3 separate regions of the Mus musculus genome follow, and regions 1 and 3 are each linked to region 2. Evidence: chromatin contacts called from public promoter capture Hi-C data. All regions are on one chromosome and are shown on one strand. The core of a region is the stretch at or near the end of the contact, and the rest is flanking DNA. Distances in the headings are between cores, read along the strand shown. Region 1 holds the start of Prr11 (proline rich 11). Region 2 holds the start of Bcas3 (breast carcinoma amplified sequence 3). Region 3 holds the start of Rps6kb1 (ribosomal protein S6 kinase, polypeptide 1).

Region 1 (4,125 bases), core at 938-3,437, 1.8 Mb before region 2:
AATATTTTTTAAAAGTTTGAGAATTGATTGCAATGGAAGGGTTAGATAAAGCTCAGAACTTGATCCACCAATTACAAAAAGCAACCCGTTAAAAACACAGAATTAGCCTCTAACAAGTAAAAATATCTCCACCTATTCCAGTGCAAGGAATTCATACTATGGGAGAGGAACAAGAGAATTTACATGCAGGTTGTTTGATAGACTCTAACCACAATATTTAACATTTTGTGCGTATTTTAAGATGGTAATCACACACCCACACACGAAAAATTCTTAAGTCAAATATTCATTTTTTCAAGATTTGGAAAGCAGCAGAAAATTCTTCTCCTCTTCTCTCCCCCCACCCCCGCCCCCATCCCCACACTCCCTCCACAAAGAAAGTTTTAAAATACAATGTTAAACAAGACTGGAAATCTTTCTAATAAAATGTGTTTGAAACACCTGAATTAATTAACCCAAGAGAAAAGAAACTGAGGCCTCACACCTTCTGGTGTGGGAATGGGGAAGTCGGGGTGGTACTCGCTATCTTCCAGGATCACCCCAAAGTCTATTCCAAAGCAGAAGTTACAAACTCAAGATTTTCCTTGGAGAGAGTGGCTCAGACACAACGGATACCTACGCAGAGGGAAAAAGGGCAGACTGCAGATGGAGTGTTTTACTTTTTAATATTAATCTTGGTATTTTTTTAAAAGGGGGCTGGTGGTCCGATGATCAATCTGGAAGAAAAGTGATCATGCAAAAAGAAGTCTGAAGACAGAACAAGAAAACTAAGAAAAAAGGCGCGGCGATCTAGCGGGCAGTGGAAGGATGGGAGGGCGGGAATAAAGAGAACACTGATGGAGAATGACAAGGCCACTCGGCTGGACGCTCAGTGCACTCCAGCCTTGCCCGCAGCCGCTGAGGGCCTTCGTCCAGGGTTCTCCTTGCACAGAGGAAAGGAATTGAGCATCTAGGAAGCAGAAAGCCGGGCCTGGGGCAACGCCGCTCGCGCCCCGGGAAGGAGCTCCAGGCTCGGTCCCCGCGGCGGCTCCTCTCCCAAGCCGCAAAGAGCCCAGTCTGCGGAACCGCGGGCAAGTTTCTCGTGCAAGTCTAGCATCTTCTTTCAGACTGTCCCAGCTCGCCTGCGAGTAGGTGCATGGTGGACTTGAATTTCTCCGCGCCCCTAGACTTCTGCCCCACCTCATCCTCCATCCCCCTTTTCGGGAGACGTAAACGACCTCTCTCCTCCTCCGAGCTATTAAAGACCGTTCCAGTCACGCTTGGGCAAGGAAGGTAGAAATTCGTGAGGCGGTATCTGTGCCGGGCGCGGCTCCTGGAGCCGATGAAGGAGAAAACCAGGACCAGGGAATTACAAAGGCCCCACACCCTCAACATCTCCCGCCATTTCCCTCACGAGTTCCCCGGATGTAACCCCTTCCCCCGCGGCGGTTAAGAGACCAAGGCGGCGGTAGCTCCCGTAGGTGCAGAAAGAAGGAACTCAATTCAGGTTCCAGCTTCCACAACCCAGTTTCAGGAGACTCTAAAATGCGCTTCACCTTCTAGGCCATCGGTGGAGCACATTAATTACCCAGTAGGTTTCCTTCACTCTCCACTCACCATCAGTTCCAGCTTATCGACCTCCGCCTCCATATTGAATAGTTGACATTCCTCAGACCGCTGAGGCGCTTAAGCTGTAAGCCGTGCTAGCACTGAGGCCCTCCATTGGACAGCTGTCACTCAACGTCTTGCGCTCATTGGCTAGTACGTTCCATCGGCGCCCGCCCATTGGCGCCTGGGTAACGCCCCTCGTTATAAAACGCACTTTCCTGTTGGACAAAGACACAAAACGCCGCAGGGGGATTGGCTGCTGAATATATGAATTTTTCCATTGGCTGCCTTATGGTCCCTACTTTCAAGTTCATACTTGGAAAAGAGTTTGCGATTGGTGTACTCGGAAGCAGCAGCAGCCAATGACATAAAAGCTTCCACTGCGGGCCTAGGCGACGTGACACACCTCCTTTTCTCTCCGGCTTCCCCGCCCCTTCTCGCCCGCCTTTCCTTATTCATACAAGAAGCGCCTCAGTTCCGATTGGCCAGGATGTGATGCTCTTTTGGCCAATCGTAGTCCAAGCTGTGCTTTGATCCTTTCAAGACAACGAACCCTGTAGAGACCACGTCTACGATTGGTCGCTCGTCGGCAAAGATTTAATTTTGAAATTTTCTTTATGGTGTGGAAGAGGCTTAGGCCCGAACTTCGTCTAATCCCCAGGCTCTTAGACTAGTAAGTGCAACGACGTTTTTTCTCTTTGTTACCTGGTCCCGTCTTCCGTTACTCGAACTGTTGATGACTGGGTTCTTATGGAGGTGGGGTCTTGAGCTGGACAGGGAAGGGAGATGGAGCAGAAAAGGAAAGGTTTCGGGCAGGAGAAGAGCTCCGCTGGCAACATCTGAGACACATTTTTTATTTAACACTGCAATATATAGTTTGAAGTGATTGCCTTTTTGCTCAGTCTTTGTCGTAACTTTTTGCTTCTCAAAGGGGGCCCACCGACTGGCGGTAATTGGCTTCTCTGGGCGCTAGCGAAAAATGCAAATTATAGGAATCTACCCAAATTTCCTATCACAATGTTTATTTAACCAGATGCTCTCCCCAGCCATTCTTCAGCGCATTTACGTTTATGGAGAAGTATTTTATGTCAGGTAATTTTACAGTGTTCCATGATGCAAAATGACTTCTGACATCTACTTTAAAAGTATACCCCTTTTACTGTGTGTCTAGTAGTGTGCTGGGTAAGACTAAGGACCTGTGGTCACTCTGAGAAAGACACAGGGAAGAACCGGGTGGGGTTGGGGATAGCAATGCTTCACGACTTAAAACAAAATTGACTATAGGACAATGGCAGAGATCATGCTTCAGCATTCAAGGCAAACCAACTAAACTGATGATGGAAATTAAATTGACTAGAGGGGGATGTAAAACATGTGTTTTAGAATAGTGATGATGAAGTAAATCTGTCACTTATGCTGCTGCTACAGTTTTAGAAGTGCCCCTGGCCAAAGACCTTTCCATATAACTGATGGAGTTCTTAAAGAACCAGCAGTGTCAACTCATGAAGAAGACTAATTATATTGTTCTGAGACAGGAGCTTGTGTATCAACAACTAACCCAGACTTTTTTAAATTTTATTTTTTCAGATAAGGATGTATATTTAAATATAAAACAGAAATATTTTAAGTACTATTAAGTGTTTCAAAATACCTGTCTTTTTTGTTTGTTTGGTTGGTTGGTTGGCTGGTTGGTTTTGGTTTTTCGAGACAGGGTTTCTCTGTATAGCCCCAATTGTCCTGGAACTCCCTCTGTAGACCAGGCTGCCCATGAACTCAGAAATCCGCCTCCCTCTGCCTCCCAAGTGCTGGGATTAAAGGCGTGTACCATCACTGCCTGGCTTCAAAGTACCTGTCTTAAAACAAACCTTTCATTTTGGGTAATTGTATAAAGCCTGTTAAAGTTACTATAGCCCCATAGTCTATTAGAAAAAGTCATGGTCTCTGGAGACTTATAGGTCTTCATTATACTTCATTGTATTATATTAGGCAGATAGCTAGTCTAAGCCTCAGCTTAATTTTGTATAACACTAGGACTAAAATCTTCCTTGTCAGGGATTGAAACCTTTGAGGACATTGAACATTAGCTGAGGAAAAGTAGGTTGTACCCCACTTGAGGGGGCATTTAACAAATGGTCCCTCCCACTATGACATCTGCCTATCATAGTAGGTGCTCATTATATGTTGCTGAATCACAAACCTATCTTTTAATATAATATAATCCACTACAGCCATTTTCTCTATTGTAAGAAAAGCAAAGGGCTAAGTACTGTAGTCACTCAGTAATAGACCACTTGCCTGGGTTTGGTCTCCAGCCGGGAAGAGGGACTTGCAGGGAATAAAGAGAAATTAATTTGACTTCATGAATAAAACCACAAAAGCAAGGTGAGGGGCTAATGTAAAGCCAAAGGGAAAGATTCTGCAGAGACATTGTAATCTGAGTTTACAACTTCTTCCATTTGAAGTGGTTTCTAGAATCCTGGTTACTTTCTCTCTGGCTTTTGGTTTTATCTTGTTTTATGAGACAGGGTCTCGTGTACC
Region 2 (4,172 bases), core at 1,165-3,664:
ATCCCAAAGAAAAAGCAGTTTGCCTGTTTCTTATATTATTCTATTGTCTTTGCTGAGTCCAAGTATCCAAATTCTAGCCTTTAAAGATGAACTCAAAATGTAAACCTTCTTTTAAGTTTTTTAAATTATACTATTTTTTATTTATTTATCTACTTATTTAGTGGTGCATGGGGGGGGGGGTATGGGCCATGAACTTGGAATTGGTCCCCTCCTCCTAACCTGTGGGACCCAGGGATCAAACTCAGCCCCTCAGGCTTACGGCAAGCTCAGCCCCACTGAGAGTGTTCCCTTCTTGTGAAGCCTTGTTACTACTACTATAGCCTTCCAAATACACAAAAAGTGCAAAGTGTTTACAGAAGCAACCACTATCCGAATGGACACTCTGGGAGTTTTGGAGGAGAGTCTGCTTGTTTTCAGACAGGGTTTCTTTATGTAGTCCCAGCGGGCCTAGAACTTGTTTTGTAGACCAAGCAGGCCTCAAACTCAGAGATCTGCTTCTGGCTCCGAAGTGCTGGGACTAAAGACATGTGCTACTACCACCCAGCTCAAACAGATATTCTGAGTGGGAACTGTTTTCTAGAATACTGCTTTCTTCAGCTTACGTGACGGCCTGAGGGCGGACCACGACTCCGCCAGTACAACGACTGGGTCTCCGAGGAGAATCTGTAGCCATTGTTTCATTCATGAGACCTGTTTCCAGAGAAAAGAAAAGTGTCAGAAGGAGAGGTGTACGATTATTCATTAAATATCCCTTTGCCAAACTGTGACAAACCATGAATTTTCCCAGAAACTTGTGGCCTAGATCTCTCAGAGACCTGCCAGCCCAACTGATAGGATTATAGGTGTGTACCCACCACACCCAGGAAGTTACTTTTCTTTTTTTAAGATAGGGTCTTACCCAGGAATTGAGGCTGACCTTGAACTATGCAGTATCTGAAAGTCAAGACAGTTCAGTCTTTGGCAGAATCTTCCTATAATTTATAACTAGGAGGAAAAGAGACAGAGAACTAAATGGGAACTATATAACACAGGATCACTTAGAAAAACAAATATAGGGCTGAAGAGATGGTTCAGGGGTTAAGAGCACTGACTGCTCTTCCACAGGTCCTGAGTTCAATTCCCAGCAACCACATGGTGGCTCACAACCATCTGTAATGGGTTATGAAGCGCTCTTCTGGTATATCTGAAGACAGCGACAGTGTACTTACATATATAAAAATAAATAAATCTTTAAAAAAAGAAAAATAAAGAAATGCAAATATAAAGCTCAGTGGGACATAACATACCAGCAGTTCCAGTTCCCAGGAGGCTGAGGCAAGGAAATTGCCTTGAGTTCAAGGGCAATGTAAGCCTGAGATTCTTAGTATTTTATTTTTAAAAATATAATAATAATAATAATAATAATAATAATTTAAAAAGCTGGTCACAGGTGGTGATGCATATGCATGCCTGAGAGGCAGAGGCAGGAGGATCAGGAGTTCAAAGTCAACCTTAAGGGCACAGCCATATAAAGACCAGATGGCCCATGTGAGCCTCAGAACAAATACACGTAACAGGATACCACTCTGCCTTCAGATAAATCTGTTGAGGACAGATAAAACTGTGTAGCCACATTTAAATAATATTTTAACCTCCAGCTATTGTAACGTAATCACCAGCGTGTAAACAAATTTGGAATATAAACTCGTATAATATAAGGAGCCTCTGGATTTTCCCACAGTCTAAGTAAGTCCCAGACCTTGACTATCTAATGAGTTTCTGAATCATAGAGGTGGTTTGGAGAGTACAGAGTCTGCTTCATTATGGTTAAAGGGGGACTGGCAACAGAACTAAAGATGTCTTACAAGGCTCAGGAAAGCCCACAGCCTAAAAGCATCACTTTTAAGAAGGGTTCACTGTACCACCTCATTTGAAAAACCCCAAACTGTTGATCCCCACATTCCTATACAACCCAAACAACCCATTGTCCCAACTAGTCCAGCTACCCCTTTCTTAGGCAGTACCTTTCACCAGACCCCTCAGTACTCTCATCTTCATTCCACCCTCTATTACCCGAACCAGTCTCCCCACCTCTGTCCTTTAAAGGCCTTGTCACTTGAGAACAGCTCCTCGAAAGCCCCTCGGGCCCCACTCTCCCCAAAGTCACGGGAACAACACTCCACACTTCACCTCCAAAGCCCTACCACCACTGCCCCCGGCCGCCCTCTGGCCTCTTGCCCAGCTCTCCTCCAGTTTCAGCACCTTTCCCCGTCAACTGGGGCTGGTCAAGCCCTGTTTCCTCATGCTGCCTGTCCCTTTCCCTCTCCAAACCTCCCCTAAGCCAAAGACCCGCCAGCCCTCTCACCGGCCGCTCCGCCGGTAAACGCTGTTCTCCAGCTTCAGGCTCACTGTTTGGAGTCTCCCTCGTGATTGACGGCTAGCACTTCCTACCACGCCTCGGCGGAACCACCGCATCAGCCAATCCCAGGAGCAAACTGGCCCCGGCGCGGCACCGCCCTTGGAGGTCAGCTTCGCCAACCAGCGAGTAGGAAAGAGGCGGACCCGCCTTCAGAATCCATCCAATCCGCTGGGGCTGGAGGGAAAACACAACAGTATGGAAGTTCGGGTGAAGCGGGTGGGTCAGGTTCGGTTGTGAATGCAGGCGGCAGGGGAGAAAAGGCAGGCGTGTCTGCGGGCCTGGAAGAGGCACCTTGGTGGATTTTCTGTTTTAAGGAAACGCTACATGCACCAAATACCTGCGGACCTCAGCCAGAAGTCTCCAGCGAGGAGCCCGAAGCCAGGTATACTGGTGTGTTTACATCGAATTCTCGCGACAGCTGATTTGAAGCTAAAAGCACGTGGACGTGGCAGCTGCCAATCACTTTTACCTGACCACTCAGGCTGCCCGAGCCCGCCCTCCACCCCGCCCGCGGCGCTGTGTTTACCTTCCGGGAGTCTAGGCTGGCAGTCCGTGTTCAGTCCCCTGCTGAGTACGTCTTGCTCTGAATAAGGGGGCCTGTAAGAAATTTTGTTGGAGTCCTTAATGGTTACTGTCATAGGAATGGATGTTCGTGAACATCTGGAAATGGAGAGGCCCCAGACTTTGGAAGGGGGAACTTGTTGCACAATATAGGGATCCATAGAGAGTCTAAGAAGACTACCTGGGGCTTTGCAAGATGGCATTGGATACGTCTTAAGGGTTCATGGAGTCTCAAGTAGTCGTAGGCCGGGAGCTCTTGCTTAAAGAAACCCACAATCACACTCCTAGCTTTCCCATATATCTTTCCCCTGAGCACCTAGTAACCTGTACCAAAATCTCTTTTTATGGGATTCCAGTAACACATGCACTATATTCCCTATATTCCCAGCACTGGTGTACATAACAAGTTCTAAGCCAGTCCAGTGCCACCAAGTTTGAAAACACTGTCCCTTCCAAAAAATCTTTTTTAATAAGATATAATTCTTTTAAAAATAATAAACGGGCCTGGAATTTGGACATGATGCTCCTGCCTAGATGTGGACTAGGCGGCTAGGTATGACCAACAAGGAATTCGTAAAAGTACCTTTGCCTATCATACAGGTTAAAGTAGACTTTTTAGGCATGTCATCAGTGTCAAGAGTTAGCTGGAGGTCGTGGTCAAGGCCAAAAAAACTCATTTCCATGGCCATATGTCTTAGTTAGGGTTTCTATTGCTGTGACGAAACACCAAGACCAAAAGAAACTCGCTGGCTGGGCAATGGTGGGGCACTCCGAACTCCGAGCACTTGGGAGGCAGAGGAAGGCAGATTTCTGAGTTCGAGGCCAGCCTGGTCTACAGAGTGAGTTCCAGGACAGCCAGAGCTACACAGAGAAACCCTGTCTCGAAAAAATAAACAAACAAAAAACTTGTTGAAGAAAGGCTTTATTTGACATACAGATCCTAAGTCCACTGAGGGAAGCCAAGACAGAAATTTAAACCAGGCAGAAACCTTGAGACAGGAGCTGTAAAAAGGCCTAGAAAAAGTACTGCTTACTGGCTTACTACTCATGGCTTGCCCTGCCTGATTTTTTATAGACTCCAGGACCACCACTCCAGATACAGCACTATCCACCATGGCCTCAATCACTAATTAAAATGCCCTACAGGCCCGCCTAAGAGCCAGATCTTATCTTGTGGAAGCATTTTTTTTTCAACTGAGGTTACCTCCCCAAA
Region 3 (4,239 bases), core at 1,333-3,832, 1.2 Mb before region 2:
GTGTACTGGGGAGGTCAACAGGCTGACAAGGTAAAACCAAATAGCACAAAGGTTGCAGCAAGGGAGTTATAACATGTTTTTCTGTAAATGGAGCTTATGGCTTGTTCAAGAGCATCCTAGAAAACTGCAGGCTTATATCTGCAAACAGAGTAAGAAATCATATACTCTTAGGCCATAAGCATGGCTCATTACTATTTTAATGTTCTTATTTGAAATAGCCCTATATAAAAGAAATGTTGCCGGGCATGGTGGCACATGCCTTTAATCCCAGCACTTGGGAGGCAGAGGCAGGCGGATTTCTGAGTTCGAGGGCAGCCTGGTCTACAGAGTGAGTTCCCAGGAGAGCCAGGACTACAGAGAAACCCTGTCTCGAAAAAAACAAAACAAAACAAAACCAACCAAACAAAAAAAGAAATGTTGTCTCTAATAGGCAACTTTCACAGAAAATTTTGTGTGTATGTATGTGTGTGGTCCTTGCTTTCTACCAGGTCTGAAGATGGGCCTCTCTTCTGTTGTTTGCAGCTGTGCATTAGACTAGCTGACCCATGATTCTAGGGAATATCCTGTCTCCACTCCCCATCTTTCCATAGGAGTGTTGGGATGTGCTAACACATCTGGTTTAACATGGGTTCTGGAGATTCATATTCAGACCCTCAGGCTTGCATTGCGAGTACTTTGTCCCTGAGCCATCTTCCCCAGTCCTCTGAACTAGAATCCCGATTCTCAGATGGTGAGACCTCAGTGAAATTTTGGAATAACACACCTTTTTCCTCAAATTTCCTGTCCCCATCTAAGAATCTAGTCATTTCAAGAAATTCCCTCACTCTATAATTTGGGGGATTTAGGGTTCACTGGCCCAAATTCATTCACATACAATTCAATGGTTTCCAAAATATGATTCACATTCACTGTTGTCCCAAGTACACTTTTAAAAGAAAACAAATAAACCATAACAAAAGTGTTGGTTGTGGGGGCTGTGTAGCCACGGGGACCGGAGCCTAGAAGCAGCACCCACATAGCAAGCCAGGAGTCCTGTGCAGGCCTGTAGTTACAGAGGCAAGTCCAGTGCGGACAGAAGGACCACTGTGGATAGCTTCCACTTGGTTGAGAAAACTCAGCCCCAAGTTCAGAGAGAGAGAGAGAGAGAGGGAGAGAGAGAGAGAGAGCTGGATGCCCTCATCTCCTGTGCATTTGCATAAGTGCTCACATTCACACACATGTGCATATATACTCACACACATAAATAATCTAAAGGAAATATGATCCTGAAGGAATTCTTTGTATACATTTCACACTACATGGACATCAGAAGTTAGCTCAACAATAGAACATTCAATAACATTAATTTTCTGTTTTCTCACCAACCGTCTTCTGGCCCGGAAAGCACAGTTAAGATCAATAAGCCCAGTCATGGTGGCTATACCTTTAATTCCAGTACTCAAGAGACAGAGGTAGGCAGATCTCTGAGTTTGAGGACACAGAGAGTTCCAGGACAGCCAGGGCCACATAAAGAAATCCTGTCTCTGAAAACCAAAAACCAAACCAACTAGCATAAAGTTGGATCCAGGCATAGTGGTGCAAGCCTTTCAACCCAACAACACTTGGGAGGCTGAGGCAGACCGATCTCTGTGAGTTTGCACCTACACAGTGCGTTCCAGGACAGCCAGAGCTACATAGCGAGATCGTGTCTCGGAAAGAAAAGAAAGAAAAACAAAGTTGGAGCTTAGAGAAAGACCAGATAAAATATGAAACTAAATCTTTATTATTTTTAAACGACGTTGTTTGTTTTTAGACAACATCTCTCTATGTAGCCCAGTTACGCCTGAAACTGTCTAATTAGTCTGGGCTGACTTGAAACACATGATCCTTCTGCCTCAGCCTCTCGGAGAACAGGGACTATTTTAAAAAGAGTATTTTTGATAAGTGCTTCACATCAAGTCTATGTAGCCCCGGAAAGGAGCAGAGGCTTGTGAACCAGATTTTCAACTTAACGTCTAAGACTGCATTGTAGGTAATTCTATTCTCACTTTACAGTTAAGGAAATTGAGTTACCGAAGGGTTATGTAACTTTTCCAAGCCACTGAATTAGCAAATAGCAAAGACAAGAGTCTCTCTTTGCCTTTCTTCCCTATCAGCTCCCCGGTAACCCCACACTCACTGACAGCTCTGCGACCGGCAGTTTCAGTTCGGTTCAAACTTCAGAAGACCAACCCTCTCACTACGCGCATGCTCACTTTCAATACTTTAAAAAAAAAAACTACTTAGAACAAATAAATGCGCTCGCTCCTTATGCGAAGAGCTCTGCTGAGGGCTTGTCTTTTTTCGACCCTCGTTTCCCTTCTTCTATTTAGGAAGGCTAATCACGCATGTTCAATTTCAATTTATCAACTTCAGATATGGTACGCATGCTCCGTGTCCGGCAAACGCCTTAGACAGAAACGCGCAAGCTGTACTTTCCCGGCTTGGCTTCGGACGGTGTTCTGCGCATGCTCCTGCCAGTACCTGGCCCCGGGAGCTAATGCTACGCATGTCCGCTGCCCACTGTATGGCTTCAGAAGACTTTGTACGCATGCGCCGGAGCTGAACTTGAGGAGCCAGTCTGGGGCCTAGGCGCAGACGCATTGAGCTTAAGCAGCCGGTGATGGCGGCAGCAGCCGTGGAGTCTGCGGCGGGTCCGGGCCCATGAGGCGACGACGGAGGCGGGACGGCTTTTACCTAGCGCCTGACTTCCGACACAGGGAAGCTGAGGACATGGCAGGAGTGTTTGACATAGACCTGGACCAGCCAGAAGATGCAGGCTCTGAGGATGAGCTGGAGGAGGGGGTGAGGCCCGGGGTCCCCGGGGTATGGGCGGCGGGGTGGGGGGGCAGCGGCGAGGTGACAGGGCCGGGGTGGCGGCGTGGGCCCGGGAAGCCTGGTGTGCCCGAGGGCGTGGAGACCCGGGGGGGACGCGAGCGGTCTCCGGGAGGAGCTGAGGCGCCGCGCGGCCGAGTCGGGGAGCGGGCGGGCGGGCGGACGGACCTGGCCCTAGGTGTGAGGCCTCTGCGGGGCGCGCAGGTGCAGGGCTCGCCCTGATCCCTAGCTGAGCGCTGCCCCGGAGCAATGTGTTTCTGGAGCGCCGAGGAGAAAAGGCGCGCGGTCGGCTTCTGGAGCTGTGGGGCTTGAGTGCGGCCCGGGTGGTGTGAGCGTGTGCTGGGGGTGGGGAGGGCCGATCTTGTTGGGGTGTCCCCCTTAGTGCAGGTGAGATGCGGAAGGGTTTCCCTGTGGAGTGTAAGATTGCAAGCCTTAAATCTTCAGACTCCCCACAACCACCTCTCTTCTCGGCCTGTCGCTTCTCTCCTAGGAAGCGCTCAGCTGTTAGAAGTGACAGCTGAAAACTTCTGTCGGGAGTAGCACTGCTGTGACAGCCACCAGGAGTTTTATTTCGGGAGCAAGGGGGCTCTGCTGCATCTTCCAGGGTTTGTTTGTTTGCCTTTTATTTTTAACCCCCCTTCCGTGTGACTTTTTAAAGGAAAAAAAAACCCCCATTCATAACGACACACGGCATTTGTAAGTTAATTCCCTTCAAGTTGAAGATGTCTATATTTTTTTTTCAGAATAATTTATGTAATTGTAGGGTGGGAAAAAAAGCGTTGACAGCTGTGATTTGTCTCGCCAAAAATAAATTGCTTGAACCGAGACTTGTGAATAGTGGTGTGAGGGTTTTCCTTGCTGAAGTTTAAATTTAGAGTCGCTTTTCTAGTGCACATCTTGGCTTTACCTTTGCTGTCCTAGTAGTTTGTTATTTATGTATACCATTTTTTCTACAGTAATACTTACTGAAACGTACATATTTTACACCAAGGGTTAAAAAAATACATCAAACTAAATAACCAATCTTGGACAAATGTCATCAGTAATAACCTCCTAGTGACTTTAAATGTCTTTAAGTCATCTGTAGAAGAATATGGGTTTATGGCTGATGTTAGATAGTTGCTGTATTTACATGGGGTCTCCTTCTCACCCCCAGTTTTCCTTTAGTGAATAAATTGTGCCCTTCTGGCAAACTATTGAAATGCTATGTATAAAGGACTTTGAACACTTTAGGAAATTAAGTGGGCCCACATAGATTATTCTTTTCATAATCAAGTGAGTCTCAGTTAGAATTTCAGAGTTCTAAATGTGGGTATTACACGCACTTTTTAATTTCATGTTTTCATGTGGAATTCCACTTAGCCTTTTAATCAGATGTGGTGAGTT

Evidence for each region. Capture Hi-C pulls out chosen DNA fragments and counts their contacts.
Region 1: a promoter capture Hi-C map of adipose tissue shows a contact between it and region 2, with 2.8 times the contacts expected there. The contact joins the promoter of Prr11 here to the promoter of Bcas3 in region 2. A contact is called at or near these places in 2 of 39 promoter capture datasets (embryonic stem cells and liver), 1 of 115 datasets of contacts at active chromatin or transcription factors (embryonic forebrain) and 1 of 9 other capture datasets (adipose tissue).
Region 3: a contact with region 2 is called in a promoter capture Hi-C map of liver, with 2.7 times the contacts expected there. The contact joins the promoter of Rps6kb1 here to the promoter of Bcas3 in region 2. A contact is called at or near these places in 1 of 115 datasets of contacts at active chromatin or transcription factors (astrocytes) and 2 of 9 other capture datasets (adipose tissue and liver).

The regions. Positions count from the first base shown.
Region 1 is chr11:87,106,776-87,110,900 of GRCm38.p6, reverse strand. It overlaps Prr11 (proline rich 11), which reads left to right and starts at 2,187. Exons shown (of 10, transcript NM_175563.5): 1 at 2,187-2,260. Ska2 (spindle and kinetochore associated complex subunit 2) reads right to left here and starts at 1,640. Exons shown (of 4, transcript NM_025377.3): 1 at 1,597-1,640. The coding sequence starts at 1,629.
Region 2 is chr11:85,351,406-85,355,577 of GRCm38.p6, reverse strand. It overlaps Bcas3 (breast carcinoma amplified sequence 3), which reads right to left and starts at 2,414. Exons shown (of 24, transcript NM_001166643.1): 1 at 2,345-2,414; 2 at 603-690. The coding sequence starts at 685.
Region 3 is chr11:86,543,150-86,547,388 of GRCm38.p6, reverse strand. Rps6kb1 (ribosomal protein S6 kinase, polypeptide 1) reads left to right here and starts at 2,582. Exons shown (of 15, transcript NM_001114334.2): 1 at 2,582-2,823. The coding sequence starts at 2,683. It overlaps Tubd1 (tubulin, delta 1), which reads right to left and starts at 2,398. Exons shown (of 9, transcript NM_019756.3): 1 at 2,159-2,398.